Linked DNA regions of Gossypium arboreum: region 2 is linked to region 1. A link is a contact called in public Hi-C data. All regions are on one chromosome and are shown on one strand. The core of a region is the stretch at or near the end of the contact, and the rest is flanking DNA. Distances in the headings are between cores, read along the strand shown. Region 1 holds the start of LOC108460713 (homeobox-leucine zipper protein MERISTEM L1-like). Region 2 holds the start of LOC108458491 (COBRA-like protein 10).

The links. Hi-C and Micro-C count contacts between places; a contact is called where the count stands out from the background.
Region 2: a contact with region 1 is called in a Hi-C map of leaf, with 4 times the contacts expected there. The contact joins the promoter of LOC108458491 here to the promoter of LOC108460713 in region 1. A contact is called at or near these places in 2 of 5 Hi-C or Micro-C datasets (both in leaf).

Annotation. Positions count from the first base shown.
Region 1 is chr6:14,380,107-14,387,916 of ASM2569848v2, forward strand. LOC108460713 (homeobox-leucine zipper protein MERISTEM L1-like) reads right to left here and starts at 3,219. Exons shown (of 12, transcript XM_053029788.1): 1 at 2,400-3,219; 2 at 1,701-1,965; 3 at 1,485-1,602; 4 at 1,158-1,346; 5 at 632-1,069; 6 at 439-540; 7 at 126-326; 8 at 1-26. The coding sequence starts at 1,921.
Region 2 is chr6:14,609,080-14,616,889 of ASM2569848v2, forward strand. It overlaps LOC108458491 (COBRA-like protein 10), which reads right to left and starts at 4,280. Exons shown (of 2, transcript XM_017757912.2): 1 at 3,707-4,280; 2 at 1,994-3,622. The coding sequence starts at 4,280. The coding sequence ends at 2,208.

The DNA.
Region 1 (7,810 bases), core at 1,969-4,468:
ACTTCTACATGCTCGACCCATATAACCTGAAAGTATAATGAAAACATGACATTGTATACACGTTAAGCGGCAACATAAAATGCAGCCCAACAAATATATACTCGTTGAAATAAAGAGTAAGTTACCTTAGAGTATCCATTTGGCAATTCTTGGATCAAGCAACCTGAGGGCCTTCTTCTACACTTGGACATTGGGTTAGGGCGTAAATTATCCAAGGAAACATCAACCACTGCCCAAGTTCCATCAATATGCTGCTTACAGTACCTCACGAAATAATTTTCCCGAGTTGGTACAAGTGGTGAAGGGACTTGGAACTCAGCCGTCATCTGAAAATGCAAGATGTTAGGCATGCTTTTAGAGCTTAGGGAAAGAGCATGCATGCCGGAAAGTTTTATTAGATTGGTATTGAAAAGAAAAGCATATAGATGTACTTAGTACCACTTGCAAGGCTCCATTGTAGTTTCCTGCAACTCCAGTTGATAGGACTTCTAAAGTCACAGCCCTTGAAACAATACCGCAAAACACACTTGACCATTGATTCTGGAAATCAATCGTTTTTGTCATAAATAAATGGGGGTGGATCTAAAAATTTATATAATGGACCCAAACTTGGGGAAAAAAAAAATCCTACCACATCCATGAGAATCTCAACTAAGTTGACATGATTCATGATGACAACTGCAGATTCTCTTGAAGCTTCAGACCTCAACCCCAAAGGCTTTGGTCCAATTCCCCTAGGGAAAGTTCTTAAGTATTCATCTTCGCTCAACACATCTATAGAATTGTCCCCAGGAACCCACAAAGGTTCCCCAGATTGGGCCATTCGTATTAGTTCCTCCATTGCAGCAACAGCAAGCTCAACAATCATGGGCTTATCCGCTTCTGTAGGTCCAGAGACAGACCTCAGAAGATCAACACTGCGATCCATTTCCCCTACAAATCCTGATTGTGTCCCGAAATTGCTAGCTCCAAGATCAACAGAGCGCGAATGTAAATGAGATGAAAGGTGAGGCAAAGAAGATAAAGGCTTGCCAACATATTTAGCAGCTATTCCAGATATCCTATCAATCTGTAATACAAGAAAACCAAAATATAAAAAGTACAATAAAAAGGTAACTTGATAATAAGATGGGATGTGTGAGGCATTTTTCAATCACCTCTTCCCTTAACCGAGCATTTTCTATTCTCAAATGTTGCTCATCAAATGACATCTCTCCAAGGGCAGCTGGGCCTCCACAGCTGGGGCATGTAGCATTGCTGAGAGCTTCCTTGTACCTATTATTCTCGGCTCGGAGTTTTTCATTCTCAGCCTTCAGTATAGCATTTTCATGGCGTTCATGTTGGGCCTGTTAATGAAGGTGAACTTTAGCAACTAAGCTAGGAAAGCTTACTAGATAGACAGAAAAGCTTAATCATAAAACAAGTCTAAATACTTAAATAAGCAGATTAGAGCTCCTGATTTTCACCTATATATGGAAATATACCTTCATTTGGGTGCGCTTGTTTTGGAACCAAAACTTGACTTGAAGAGGTTCTAACCCTAGCTCACGGCCAAGCTCCTTCCTTTGCTTATCATCAGGGTGAGGGCACTCCTTAAAGAATCTGAGCAACAAAGTGTCAAAACAATCAATTCCCCAAAGAAGAACTAGTCATGTTAATATTTCTTATCTTTAAGTAAGAGGAAAAAAAAAAAAACTTACGCTTCCATCTCCTGGATTTGACGCTGGGTATGACGATGATAACGCTTCATTTTAGGGCGTTGGTCAGGATCTTGATCATCTCCAGAGGGAGCATCCATAGTTTCAGTGACTGATTTGATCTCATAATCATCATCCCTGACCTTCCCCATTAGTTCACTTTCCGAGGTCTTATGAGACATGTCGAACATGTGGGGACTCTCAAATAAGTTGGGGCTAAACATGTTAACAAAGTGCTCGAATGTCGACGGTATGGATATTCTGGGTTCTGCCGAGAGAACATACACAAATCAAGCAAACTAAAATAAAGGGGGAAAAGGGTTAAATAAACTGTAGAACAGTAACGAAAGACACAAAATGTAAATACAAAGAAGTCATAAAGAAGGTTAAAAAAGTCAAAACCAGTGCATGACAATCGAATCGTGGAAACATTTGGAAGGCAAATAAACAGTGGAGCTGTAAACCATATACCATCTCTCTTTCAAAGAAAAAAAGTTTTAGTTCGCTTATCGAGAAGGATTTTTCTTTGAATATCTTAATAACCAACTGCTACTATATTTAAAGGTAGCATATACTTCGAAGATTAAAATGATGGATTAGTCGAAAGCTTATCGTAATCTATTCCCATGGGAAAAGTGAAAGAACCTCGGAGAAATAAAAAGAGCAGCAAAAGTTGGGGAAAAAAAGGAGGAAAGAAATTACCTTATATATGGATTATTTGGAGAAGGAGACTAAGAGCTTAGGGCAACTATTTTCTTGTCTTAAATGCAGTGGTAAGTTGGTCACTAGAAATCTCATGTTGGGAGACATAGATAGCCGATGACCTTTAAAACCCTAACCAGCAGCAATACATGCTACACATATCAGTCTCTTGCTTGTTAGATTCTTGGCCCCGGTTTCCTATATTGGTGGTATTTAGGTTGATTTTGATAGAAAGTCCCCACAAACCAAAGATTACAAACACTTTTTGCACTCTCTCTTGATTCTCAGCAAAGCTTTATAAGCGAATTTATGAAAGAGAGAATGGCAAATGGTGTGAACACAGATCGGGTGCTATAAACAAGCTGGTCCAGGGAAAGAAATAGGTTTTGTGAGTAGAGACTTTTTAAAGGGCCGTATAGGCAAAACAAAAGAAAACCCTTTTGAACATTGTTGAGAAAGATTAATGAAAGGAGGCTTTAGGGTGGTTTTTAAGAGTTTGGGGTCACTGGTTTGACAGACCTACCTTGAGAGAGAATAGGGTTAAAGTCTAGAGAGAGAAAGGGGTTTGAAGTTCCTAGGGGGGGTTGAGGAAAATGAAGAGAATTGAAGAAACAGGTGGACAGGATGTGGCAGCTAAGGAGTTAATAGCAGAGCCCATCGAGAGGGTGCAATAGCATTTATGGTGGGTGAGAGGTGTAATTGGGAGTGATAGAAATAAAAATTATAGAAAGAGAAAAACATCTCCCCTTCCCTACCCTTTCTTTAAATTAACTTTGTAAGCTTTCAACTAGTTTTCAGTGTCTCAGCTCCAATATTGATAGGTTTTACTAATAAGCATGCAGGTATAGGATATATATATATATATTTGTAGATAAAAGAAGTTAAATATATTTACTAATAACAGGACTTATATCTAACATCAATACTGTCTTGTAAAATTTTCATCTCAATCAATTTGGAGGAACATCATAAATTCTCAAATCAAGAGAAATATTTCTTCCTAATATTGTCATGAAATCTGCAACAATATTCACTGTGTACACATATAGTATAAAAAGTTTAAATTTTTCATAGGATAAAATATATAATTGATATCTCACAAGTTTAAATCATAACGACTACTTTCAAATATTTATTGTTTTGTTTTGGAATTAAATATTTGCTTTATATATGGTTGAATATTATACTAATTGATTTCCCCATCAAATTACATGAAAAGCAAATTAGAGCTGCTGCTAGAATAACTGAAATATATTTAATCTTTCGGCTTGCTCTCAAATCTTCCAAGAAATTATTGAGTCTGAAGGATACAGGCTATGATCTGCATTTGCAGATTTCAGACGCATTATATATCATGTCCATGCATGCATGCCTACCAAAATCTATGTGGTGCAATTCTCATAATTGCTAACCAAATTTAATCTCGTCTCTTCCTTTTGACATATATGCATACGTATAATCATATCCGGTCGGTATATGAATTAATTCAACTCATCTGTGATCTGTTTTATGTATTTATTTACTTTTATTGCATTAATTATCAACATTGAAAGGGTATTGCAGATTGCAAAACCAACAGCTAAAAGAATAGTATAACTTTAACGTTATTTTCCTTTCATATTTGACATATTACCCAAGATTTTGTTATAATATTGTGCCTGGGTAGCTCCTTTGCATTAGCTACCTAACTACTCTAACATTTATTATCTTTCATTATTTTTTCTAATAACAAGTAATTCATTCTTTTATTTTTTCGATGGGACATGAACTTTAAAGTGATTCATTAAATAAAAGTACCATATTCCGTATACGATTAAACATTTACATTTTTCTTTGTAACCATGCTTGAATTCAAAATAGCAAGCTTATTTGGTCATGTATCTAAGGGTGTAGGCCAAACATTTTGTTGCTCATTCTTCTTTTGCTCCTTAGACATGCTTCTTCTGCTGCTCTCCTTGAGACATGTATTCAATTATTTTCTCACTAACATTTGTTTACGGTAAATGTTAAAATCTCATTTCCTTCTCCTTAAACCACCGAAACAAAAAGAGTTTAGGTCTGAAGAATAGATTCATGATGAAATTGTTACTACAAAAGTTCGGTGAGGAAAGTTTGAACAAACGAATAATAACTCAAACAGAAAACGAAGAAATAGGACAAGGCTCCAAAGTATGTATCAAACCACTATCTTTAAGGATCTAATCGTCCCACCTATACTTGGTGTGCAAATGAGTTTCAAGCAAATAAATCTCGAGGATACAATGAAACCTGATGACTATTTGTGTTTTGCATTGACGAAAATAGTCCACTGAGCACTGGGCAATGTATAACAAGAAAATCAATTTCTATAAAAAAATTTCTGCAGGAACTCTTTATAGAATAATCTAATAATATTAGAAGATGGAGGAAAGATAGAAATAATTTTAGAACTTGGTGATATATTTCCAAATAAAATCCCATTCCTATTTATAGGAATTTTTATTTCTCTTTATATAGACATTTTTCAAGAGTGCCCCCATAATTATAACACTCTAACATATTTATGTTATGAGTCTATTAAGATTATATTACTCATCATTCCTTTATCATTACGGGTATCTAGCACTTTAATTTTAGGATAGATATATTTATAGTGCTAGCAGTCACATACTAATGATGTACTTTATCTCATTGGACTTAAGACGTAACGTTATACCAAGCATTGAGTCGAGTTTCCGTTATAGGTAACTCTCATAAATGGGCTTGAGTCACATCTCTTTTGAGATCTTGTTGACTACATCTCTAGCAAGACTTTTTGTCAAAGGATCTACCAAATTTTCACTTGACCTCACATAATTAATAGTGATCACTCCATCAAAGATTAATTTTCGGCCATAGCTATATCTAAATCCAATGTGTTTAGACTTTACATTATATACTTAGGTATATGCCTTTGCTAGAGTAGTCACACTTTCACAACGGATAGAAATAGGTGAAATTGATTTAGGTCATAGAGGTACATCATAAAGCAATTTTCTTAACCATTGTGCTTCTTTAAATGCAACGACTAATGCTATAAATTTGGCTTCCATAGTGGAATCAATAATACATTTTTGTTTTTCAGAACCCCAAGAAATGACTCCTCCATCAAGAATGAAGATCCATCCACTAGTAGAAGCATAATCTTCCAAACTTTTAATCCAACTAGCATCCAAATACCCTTTTAAAATTGAAGGATATCCATTATAGCACAAACCATAGTTAATAGTTTTCTTTAAGTACCTAAGTACTCTATTCAAAGCTTGTTAATGCAAACTACTTGGATTACTTGTGTATCTACTTAATTTCCAACAACATATGCAATATCATGTCTTGTATAAGTCATTATGTACATAAGACAATCAATTAGACATATTTCAATTGATCAAATTTCCTACCAGCATTAGATACTAATTTTATTTGAGGATCCATGGGTGTAAATGCTAGTATATAATTGAAAATATCAAACTTTTTAAACACTTTTTCAATGTAATGTGATTGTAATAAAGCTATAGTGCTTTCCTTTTGGGTTATTTTAATCCCAAGAATAACATCTGCTACACCCAGATCCTTCATAGCAAAGTTATTTGATGAGAATTTCTTTGTGTTTTCAATTTGTTCCAAATCTGTGCCAAATATGAGCATGTTATCTACATATAAGAAAATTATGACACCTTTTCCATTTTCAAATTTCCTATATATGCATTTATCAAATTCATTTATTTTATAGCCATTAGCTAGAACAACCTTGTCAAACTTTTGGTGTCATTGCTTTGGTGCTTGTTTAAGTCCATATGGAGATTTAATAAGCTTACATACCTTATGATCCTATCCTGGAACAACAAATCCTTTCAGTGTTCAATGTACACTTTCTCTTCCAATTCACCATTTAAAAATGCAGTTTTAACATTCATTTGGTGAACAACCAAATTATACATTGAGGTAAGTGATATTAATAGTCTAATCGTAGCAATTCTTGCTACTGGAACATACATATCAAAGTAATCAATACATTATTTTTGTGTAAAACCTTTGGCTAACAACCTTGTTTTAAATTTATCAATGGATCCATTGACCTTCATTTTCTTTTTGAAGATCTATTTACAACCTATTGGTCTGGAACTTGGTGGAAGATAAATTAAGATCCAAGTTTGATTTTCCATTACTGAATCCATCTCATCATTTATTACTTCTTTCCAAAAAGGAGAGTCTTGAGATTTTATTACATCTTCAAATGTAAAAGGATCAGATTCCATATTATAACAATAAGGTATCTTATTGTCTGTACTTTCACCTTTTCCTTTTACAAGGAACATAATGAAATCTGGTCTAAAATCTTTTACCTTTTTAATCCTTCTACTTCTTCTTAATTCTTGACAAGATTCATCATTATTATCAATTTGTTCAAATGGAATCTCGTTCTCATTTGAAGAATGAGTTAATTGTTGTGGTTGTAATTGTCTTGAAATAAAATTAAATCTATTTTCATAAAAAAATAACATATCTTGATTCAATGACAATATCAATAACACTGAATTTCAACTTCAGATTTATAAGCTTTAAATTTATCAAGCGCTTCATCTTTTGAATGCAATAAATATACATAGGAATATATAGAACAATCATTAATAAAAGTAATAAAATATTTCATTCCACCTAATGTAGAAGTATTTTTGTTTTTCTTTTAACATTAGGGAAAGGGTTTCTAGTAACTTTAGTAAACATACATGTATTGCATTTTTCAAAATTATTGTAGTCACCATGAAGAATAGAACCTTAAAGTTATTAGTACAAAACTTAGGTGAGGAAAATCTCGAACACACGAACGAAAAACGAACAACAACTTGAACAAAAAACGAAGAAATAGGACAATGCTCTAAGGCATGTATCAAGCCACTATCTTTAAGGTTCTATTTGCCCCCACCTATACTCGGTGTGTAAATGAGTTTCAAGCAAATAAACCTCGAGGATACAATGAAGCCTGATGACTATTTGTGTTTTGCACTGACGAAAATAGTCCACTAAGCACTTTAAAATGCATAACAAGAAAATCAATTTTTATAAATAATTTCTGCAGTAAATCTTTATAGAACAATCTAATAATATTAGAATATGGAGGAAAGATAGAAATAATTTTAGAACTTGTTGGTATATTTTCAAATGAAATCTCATTCCAATTTATAACAATTTTCATGTCTTTTCATAGAGATATATTTCAATAGGTATCTTTTTGAATAATAATATCTTTAAAAGCAGACATAATTACTCATCTAATATCTTTTGATTAAACATAACTATTCAAATAATATTGTTTAAATAATTATAAGTCTTTTTAATAACCAAAATATATAATTATTTATTAATTACGCCTTTTTCATTTATATTTATTGGAA
Region 2 (7,810 bases), core at 3,030-5,529, 230 kb after region 1:
AATGAGCAAAGATCAAGCTAGATGAGCTTGGAGGAGGTTGCAAGGCACACTTGGATTGTTGGTCCAAATAGTTCGATGAAACCCGCAACGGTTTCTCCCAAACTCGGTTGATTAAGGTCGCAATAGCATCTTTGAATTTCTTAGCTCAGGGTTATCGGCCCTAATGGCAGCTCCATAGGATCCACAGTAGCTCTAGGGTGGCCTTGGGTCTTGTCCGTATCACATTTGATACATCAATAAAGAAGTGATTAAGATAAGATATGAAATGAATTAGTGTGTTTAAATGAAATTTATATTATTAAATACTTATATAAATATAGAATTAGTGTGAGTAGTTACTATTATTTTCAAACGTGTAGATTGTAATAAAGAGTTAATGTGGAAAAAGATTGAGTGTGACTTTGCCAAACACATTTCATCAACAAGGTGAGTTATGAAATGAATAGGAAAGTCAGAGAGAATGCAATTGACACAAACATAGCTCTCTTAAAGTGGAAAATACTTTTAAAGATATTATGATTATTTATAATATTACGAGGTCAAGTTTTGTTTGATATAAAAAAATTATATTTGTTTCTCCTTTATCAACAACTTGAAATATTATAAATATATTATTATAATTAAAATTTATTAATTACGTATATGAATTACAAAGAAACAAAATTTTTTTACTATAATTATTATTTAAATTAGCTTAAAGTGATTATCTATAATAAGAAAGTCAAGAAATTGAAATATTGTAAATATATTATATTTTAATAAAATTACGATTAACGTGAGAGGAGAATATTTAAATCTTAATTAATTATTTTAAATTAAATTATATTTATATTTAGATGCCAATTTAGTAATAAGATAGAAAAATGATATTTTTGTCGATTCAAAAGTTTTTTAAACTCGTGTTTATATATATATATATATATATATATATATATATTGTACATATTTATTTTTAATATTTTACTATACTCCTATACAACAGTTGTCAACTCCTAACCTTATTTGTAGAGTTTAAAAACTCAACAGCAGTATACTAAATATTATTCATTAAATTAAAGCAATTTTTAATGTTAATATGAAACTTTAATAAGTATATCAATTATATATATATATATATATATATATATGTATATCTATACTATTTATAAAGTGATTGACTAGGTTAGTATCACGAGTCAAACTTAACATCAACTTAACTGTAAAATTACTAAAAGACGCTTACTTTAAAGGGTAATTAATATTATTATAAGGGTATTTTCCTCTTTTCATACTTTTATAAATCTTCAAAGGGATAAATCTCAAAATTATACATGAACTTTGATTTAATGTGTAATTGTATACATAAACTTTAATTTGGTGCAACTATACACATGAAAGTTTAATTGTGCCTTAAATGTATACTTGAAACTTTAATTTTGATTTAATCATACACATTTAAAGAAATAAATACATTTATTTATTTTTATATTAGATAAATATAATTATTTATGTACATAATATATAAACATAAAATGATGTTATATCAATAATTGTGTTAATAATTTACAAAAATTGGATCAAATCAAACTTTCAAGTATAAAATTGCACAAAATCAAAGTTTATATATACAATTGCAAATTAAATCATTGTTCATGTATAGTTTTGGGATTTATCCCATCTTCAAATAAAATAATTGAAAAACATATTGAGTATCAAACATAATACTAAACACCTACTCAAGATTGATGAAAACAAAATGATAAACAATTTAATCTATTTTTAAAATTTTAATATCGTACACAATTCACATGTTATTATTATTAATTAGTTTTAAACCATTCATTTTATTTTTTATTATATGTTATTTTTAAACGTATCAGTATTCTAAATATGTAATTTTCACATATATAAACTTGTGATAGAATTTCTAGTTTTTAATTAATTTTTAAGTAATAAGATGACATAAAAGAACTGAGAAAATTTATAAAATAAAAAAAAATACTCTAAAGTTTAAACTATATCTTTGTTTCCCGTCAAAAAGATGTTTACCATTTGAACATAGTAAATTGGGCCAGACAGGTTGTTTGGGACTTCTGTCTGTTATCCTACTGAAAATGAGCATGGGCTAAACAAAAAGAAAATGGGCACAGTATAACTCGCAAGATCTAGACCCAGTTTCAAGTTTCATATGAAACTACCGTCCATTAAAGAGTATTAAGTCTCAATCCTCAGTTGAGACGTTGTACCAACAACAAGCTCACAAATTTGCAAAGAAAAAGTAACGATAAACTAACACCGACTCGGATTCCAGTTGAAACTGGAATACGTGAAGGAAGTGCACATTCTTCACCATTGAAAAGGACCTTTGTTGGAAATCCATCTCCTTTAGCAATATTGGGCCATGTCTTTCCGCTCTTTTTAAAGGTAACAACAGATTGTTGTTTTCCAGCCACATCGGGATCATTTTCTGGGTCTGAACCGTTCTTCTTTCCAATCAAATAATTCATCCCTTCTATGCCTTGGATGAAGATGGTATTGTTGAGTTCTTTCAATAATGTTGCATTGAAAGAGAACATTCTTTCGTACCCAGAACCAGCTTTCTTGAACTGAACCGCAGTGAACCAGTTTTCGAAGTTGATACTTTTCCAATTGAAAAGGGTAAGCCGAGCCGCCCATCCTTGTTTGTAGTCCGAGGAGACGTGCCAATTTATGCTGACCCCACAGTTGTCACCACAAGGCAATCGCTTCGGGACTTTAAAATGTTGAATCTGCGCCCAGGCTTTGGCTTTCACGGATCTATTTTCGAATGGAACGAGAAGGGCCTCGGGAGGAAGAAGCATTGCCGGTTTGTTCGGATTGCATTTCGCTGTATCTTCACACCCACAGGCACAAGTGTCGCAAGGAATAGCTGACTTATTGTAGTAAGCAGAGAACGTAACACAACATCTAGAATTGCCTTTGGTTGGCCGTGAGATGTTGCAAACAATTTGCCAGCTAGCGATTGCATATTTTACTGCCTCAACTCCAGTGGGATCGGGGGACTGAGCAGGTTCCACTCTGATAGGTGCCCCACATCTATAATCTGGATTAAGATCCCCCACAATTTTCCACTTTTGGGGAGGGTATATGGTTGTTCTGTTCAAATCAGGTGGAATTTTGAAGACTTCTATTATGAAAGCTGACTTTGATTTGGTTGAATCCATGGTTTCTGGCAAAAGGGTGCCATTTCTGCAACAAAATGGTATTTTCCCCATCTGGGCGTCATCGGCTTTCTCCGCCGGTAAGTCAAAAATGATGGGTTTTTTCTCGCAGTTCAATACTTTAGAAAAATCCATATCTCCGTAGTATTCCCCAACTTTACCATTTAAACAGCCTGAAATATCAACTTTTCGAACATAAGCACCTTTGAGTGAGTTTATAAATTCCCCTCTCATCCATTCCCAAGTCAAGTTCCAATGGTCCAGACGTCCCAAAGGGTGACAGTTCTCAATTGTTACCTGAGCAAGGTAGTTGTTTTTGTAGGCTTGACTAACATCATACGAAATCAAAAGGTCTCCTTTTTGTCGTGGCAAGAACTTTGTTTTTGTAGTTTTATTAGCTTTTAACTTTGGGTCCTTCACACAACATACGTACATTGAGGCTTCTGTGGATGAACAACATTGTTATGGTTAGGAAATCAAAATGAAAGTATATAAGAAAAAAAAAATAAAGGGTTTTAAGTACTCACTACGACGAGTCGGTGAAGGGCATTTGTATCCATCATTTGCAAGTTTTATTGTTTTAGGCATTGGATTCCCAGGTGGCTTCAGTCCGAACTGTGTGCCTCTGAGTTCAACTTTCACCTGAATTCTGTCAAACTCATTAGCGGTGTCGATGGAAGTTTCGAGATCGGTTTGAGGATATCCGGAGAGGTATGTTCCATTGCCAACAGGAGCTGGGAAATCCACACCACTCATTAAAACTGCTCCTTTTGCTGAAACTAATATCTCCTTGTATTGAAACCCAATGAAAATCTTCCAAGCCTGCAACTCACTGGTTCCCATGTTCAATATGGTCACTCTGGACTTGAATGCCCATGATTGGGCTGTTGTATTCTTCAAACGGGGAAACTCTTTTGTTCTAGAGATGAAATTGTACCAAATAAATATCCCTTTACAATGTTCTTGCCCTTTGGGAAGCGTAGGTTGCTTTTCTGCCTCATCATCAGCCTCATCATTACCTTCTTGTTGGGCTAAACAAATATGATTTGTTGAATGAAACAGAAACAACATGAAGGCTACTACTTTCCATGACAATTTCATATCTTCAACCCCTCCACCTCAGAGATAAACGATTAATTACCTTAGCTCTCAGTTGTTTAATCTTAAATGATATTTGGGAACTGTAATGGAAACTGTTTGTAACACTCGGTTTTCTATGAAGGAATTGTTTCAGAGTTGTGCAGCGTGAGTAGAGTAAAGAATAGAGGAAGAAATTGAGAGAAAGAAGATGGAGGAAACATTGAATCCAAATTATGATGCTGCTAATGGAACTAATGTAGAATAAGTCAGCTTAAACCTCATCCTCTAAGTTAGCGATGTATTTGGATTAACTATCATTTGAATTTCGTAATTCTAGCAATGGCAGATGATTTATGGAGCTTCATCCCCAAAATTTCTGAATATCTCCATGGTCTACATATTTATATGTTAAATAAAATAAATCATATTATATTTATGAGAATAACTTAGATAAGTATCATCCTGAAAATTAAAGTTTATAGGCACTAATAAAATTTTACCACATCATCAAAATTTAAATACAAAATAATTATTATAAACTCATCCATAAAAAAAAGTATTTTATAGATCCTTTCCACCACATTATTCATATTCCCTTTCCAATTATTTAATGACATTTAAAAAAAATTCATATCATTGACACATAATTTTGATAATTTTTTTACCCTGAACCTAAAATATAGAACCCCATACCCTAAACTCAAACCTCAAACCCTTGAACCTTACAACCAAACCTTAAATCCCAAACTCATAACCTATAACCCATAATCTTGAACCCTTAAACCTAAACCTTAAATCCCAAACTCCTAAACCCTAAATTTGAACATGAATTTTAAACCTTAAACATCAAACCTCAAACCCAAAACTCAAAGCCCAAACCCGAACTCTGAACCTTAAATGTAACACCCCAAACCCGGCCCAGACGCTATGGCCGAATCTGACGTGCCACATTGGAGTTGAAAACCCACGTTCCGTTTTAGTGTTTTAAAAATCCTATATTTTGTTGAGTTAACAAAGTGTATGTAAGCTAGGCACCAGGTAGGTATCCGAGATAGAGGAGGTGAGCCATGAAGGCTGCTTAAGTACCAAGCTCTTTGATTGGATCCAATCCTAGACATGCCCACAACCATAGCCACACTTTGTTATATCGAGTTTAAATTTGTTTAAGTGAACGACTTTGATAAATCGATTAATCGTGGTGTTGAACTTTTTGAAAACAAATATCGTTTTGAAAACACGTCCTAAGTCTAGCCTATTTGAATAATTATCAACCAATTTTAAAGTTATTAAGAATAAAATAATCTCGAGAAGAAATAAAAGAAAAGTTAAAAATGGCCTTATTACAACCCAAAATAAATAATAATTAAAGGAAATTAAATGAAAACCAACTCTTATTTAAAGGTCCAAAAGCGATCACCGTGGCCACTATGAATCCCCTCCGGCCCAAGTCTCCACATCAAGGCTCACCTGCAAGGTTAAGGAAAGGGGGTGAGTTTGGAAACTCAGTGTGCAACAAGCCCTTTCGAGCCCAAAACAATAGCGACTGTTGGGTCTAAGCCCAAATCCAATCTCAAACATATCTTGGGCCATAGCCCTTTTCATATTCATATCTCATAACACTGGGCGAAGCCTTTTCAAGTTTCATATTCTTGGGCAAGCCTTTTTCAGAAGCGGTATGGCCCATAGGCCCATTTTATAACACATGTAATGCCAAATGAAAGAATGCAACCCATTTGGGAGACTACTCAACCCACCATCCGCTACTCTCCACCGTACCAACCAAACACACCATGTGGGGATTAACTCGACCCACCCCGCCATAACTCTCCTTGGCGGCATAGATAGCTTTATCATATCTTGGAGGCCTTGCCTCTTTTAATAATCAGGGCAAAAGCCCTTTAATAACTGGGGCATAAGCCCTTTTGATCACTGGGGCATAAGCCCTTTAATAACTGGGGCATAAGCCCTTTTGATAACTGGGGCATAAGCCCTTTTGATAACTGGGGCATAAGCCCTTTAATAACTGGGGCATAAGCCCTTTAATAACTGGGGCATAAGCCCTTTTGCACTTCCTCCATCCATATAAAAACTCAACCCAATGCATTTATGAACATCTCATGTGCATATCATACATATCATGTGCATATCATACATGTCATGTGCATATCATACATATCATGTTTATCAAAATCCCATGCATTAGGTTCATATATAAACCCTATGGGTATAATGGTCATTTTTTTACCTAGGGCAAAACGGTCATTTTCATATTATAACGGTAATCTTGTAATTTTACCAAAAATTAAGGGTTTCCATGTTCATTAACGGTTACAAACAATTCATGGGTGCAAACAGTGATTCTGGCCCATTTTTAGCGAAAACGAGTTATTGGGCCTAAAACCCCTAATGGGCCCTACTTAGCCAATTTCGTCGTCTAGGCCCATTTAGCCTATATTCCATAATGGTTTTATCAGTCTCGATCGCAATTTAACGAGTTTTCATATTCGCCAATTTTACCCAAATGGGCAAAGCTTTGTTGGGCCTATTATTGACCCTCGAGGCCCAACTTACCGTGAATGCCAAAAATCACGTTCTTACCGTTTCCAATGTTCCCGATCATCATCTCAACGAATCTAACTAACTAATGAGCGTTCGCTTGCTCACGAGTCCTCGAAATGCCAGAATTTCGGCATTTCGGCTTTTCGGCATTTATCGCTTTAAGCTATGAAAGGGTTCGTTTACACACCTGATTTGCGATATTCCTCGACGAGATTTCCTACACGATTTCTCCTATAATCATTTGTTAAATATATCAGCTCGCAATAATTGAACCAAATCAAGAACTATCCAATATTAACACTTACACATTCGGCCACCCTCCAAAATGGCCTTAGGCACCTTACCTTTGTCGCGATTGATGATTGGGCCTAGCTACTCCGGTGATCCAAGCTACTCCAAATCGACACTACACCTTGCTGCTCCTTCAATAAATAAACCAAAAATATTAAAAGAAGACCCCATAAAGTCTATGCCCATATTCGGCCATCTCCCTAAATTAGAGAGGTTTCGGCTTTTCTTAAACTCCCTAATATTGAATTGATTAAAGCTACGAGCACTTACCAAGGTTCACTTACCCAAACGGTTTCAATCCCGTGTTAACTCCGATTCAACGCAATGCACTTTAAAACACTAGCGAACCCGTACCACAAGGATCCTACGAATCGGCCACCAAGTCACCCAAGGGTCTTTGTGCTTTTGGCTTTTGCGTCACTTTATAAAGCAATCGACTTCCTTTGACTCCTTCGGGATTTGGCTTGTTGATATTCGGTTAGCAATGAAAAGAATGATCGGTTCAGCTTTTACTATAAATGAAAGAGAGGAAGAATGAGAGGTAGAGAGTTTGTGGAAGAAATAACGGAAGAGAAAAGAGAGGGATTAGCTTAAGAACAATAGGCAAGAGGAGAAAGAAAAGAGAAGAGGGGAATAGATGAGAGAAGGAAAGAAAATAAAAAAAAAATGAGAAAATTGTTCAGCTTTTAGGAAAAATAGAA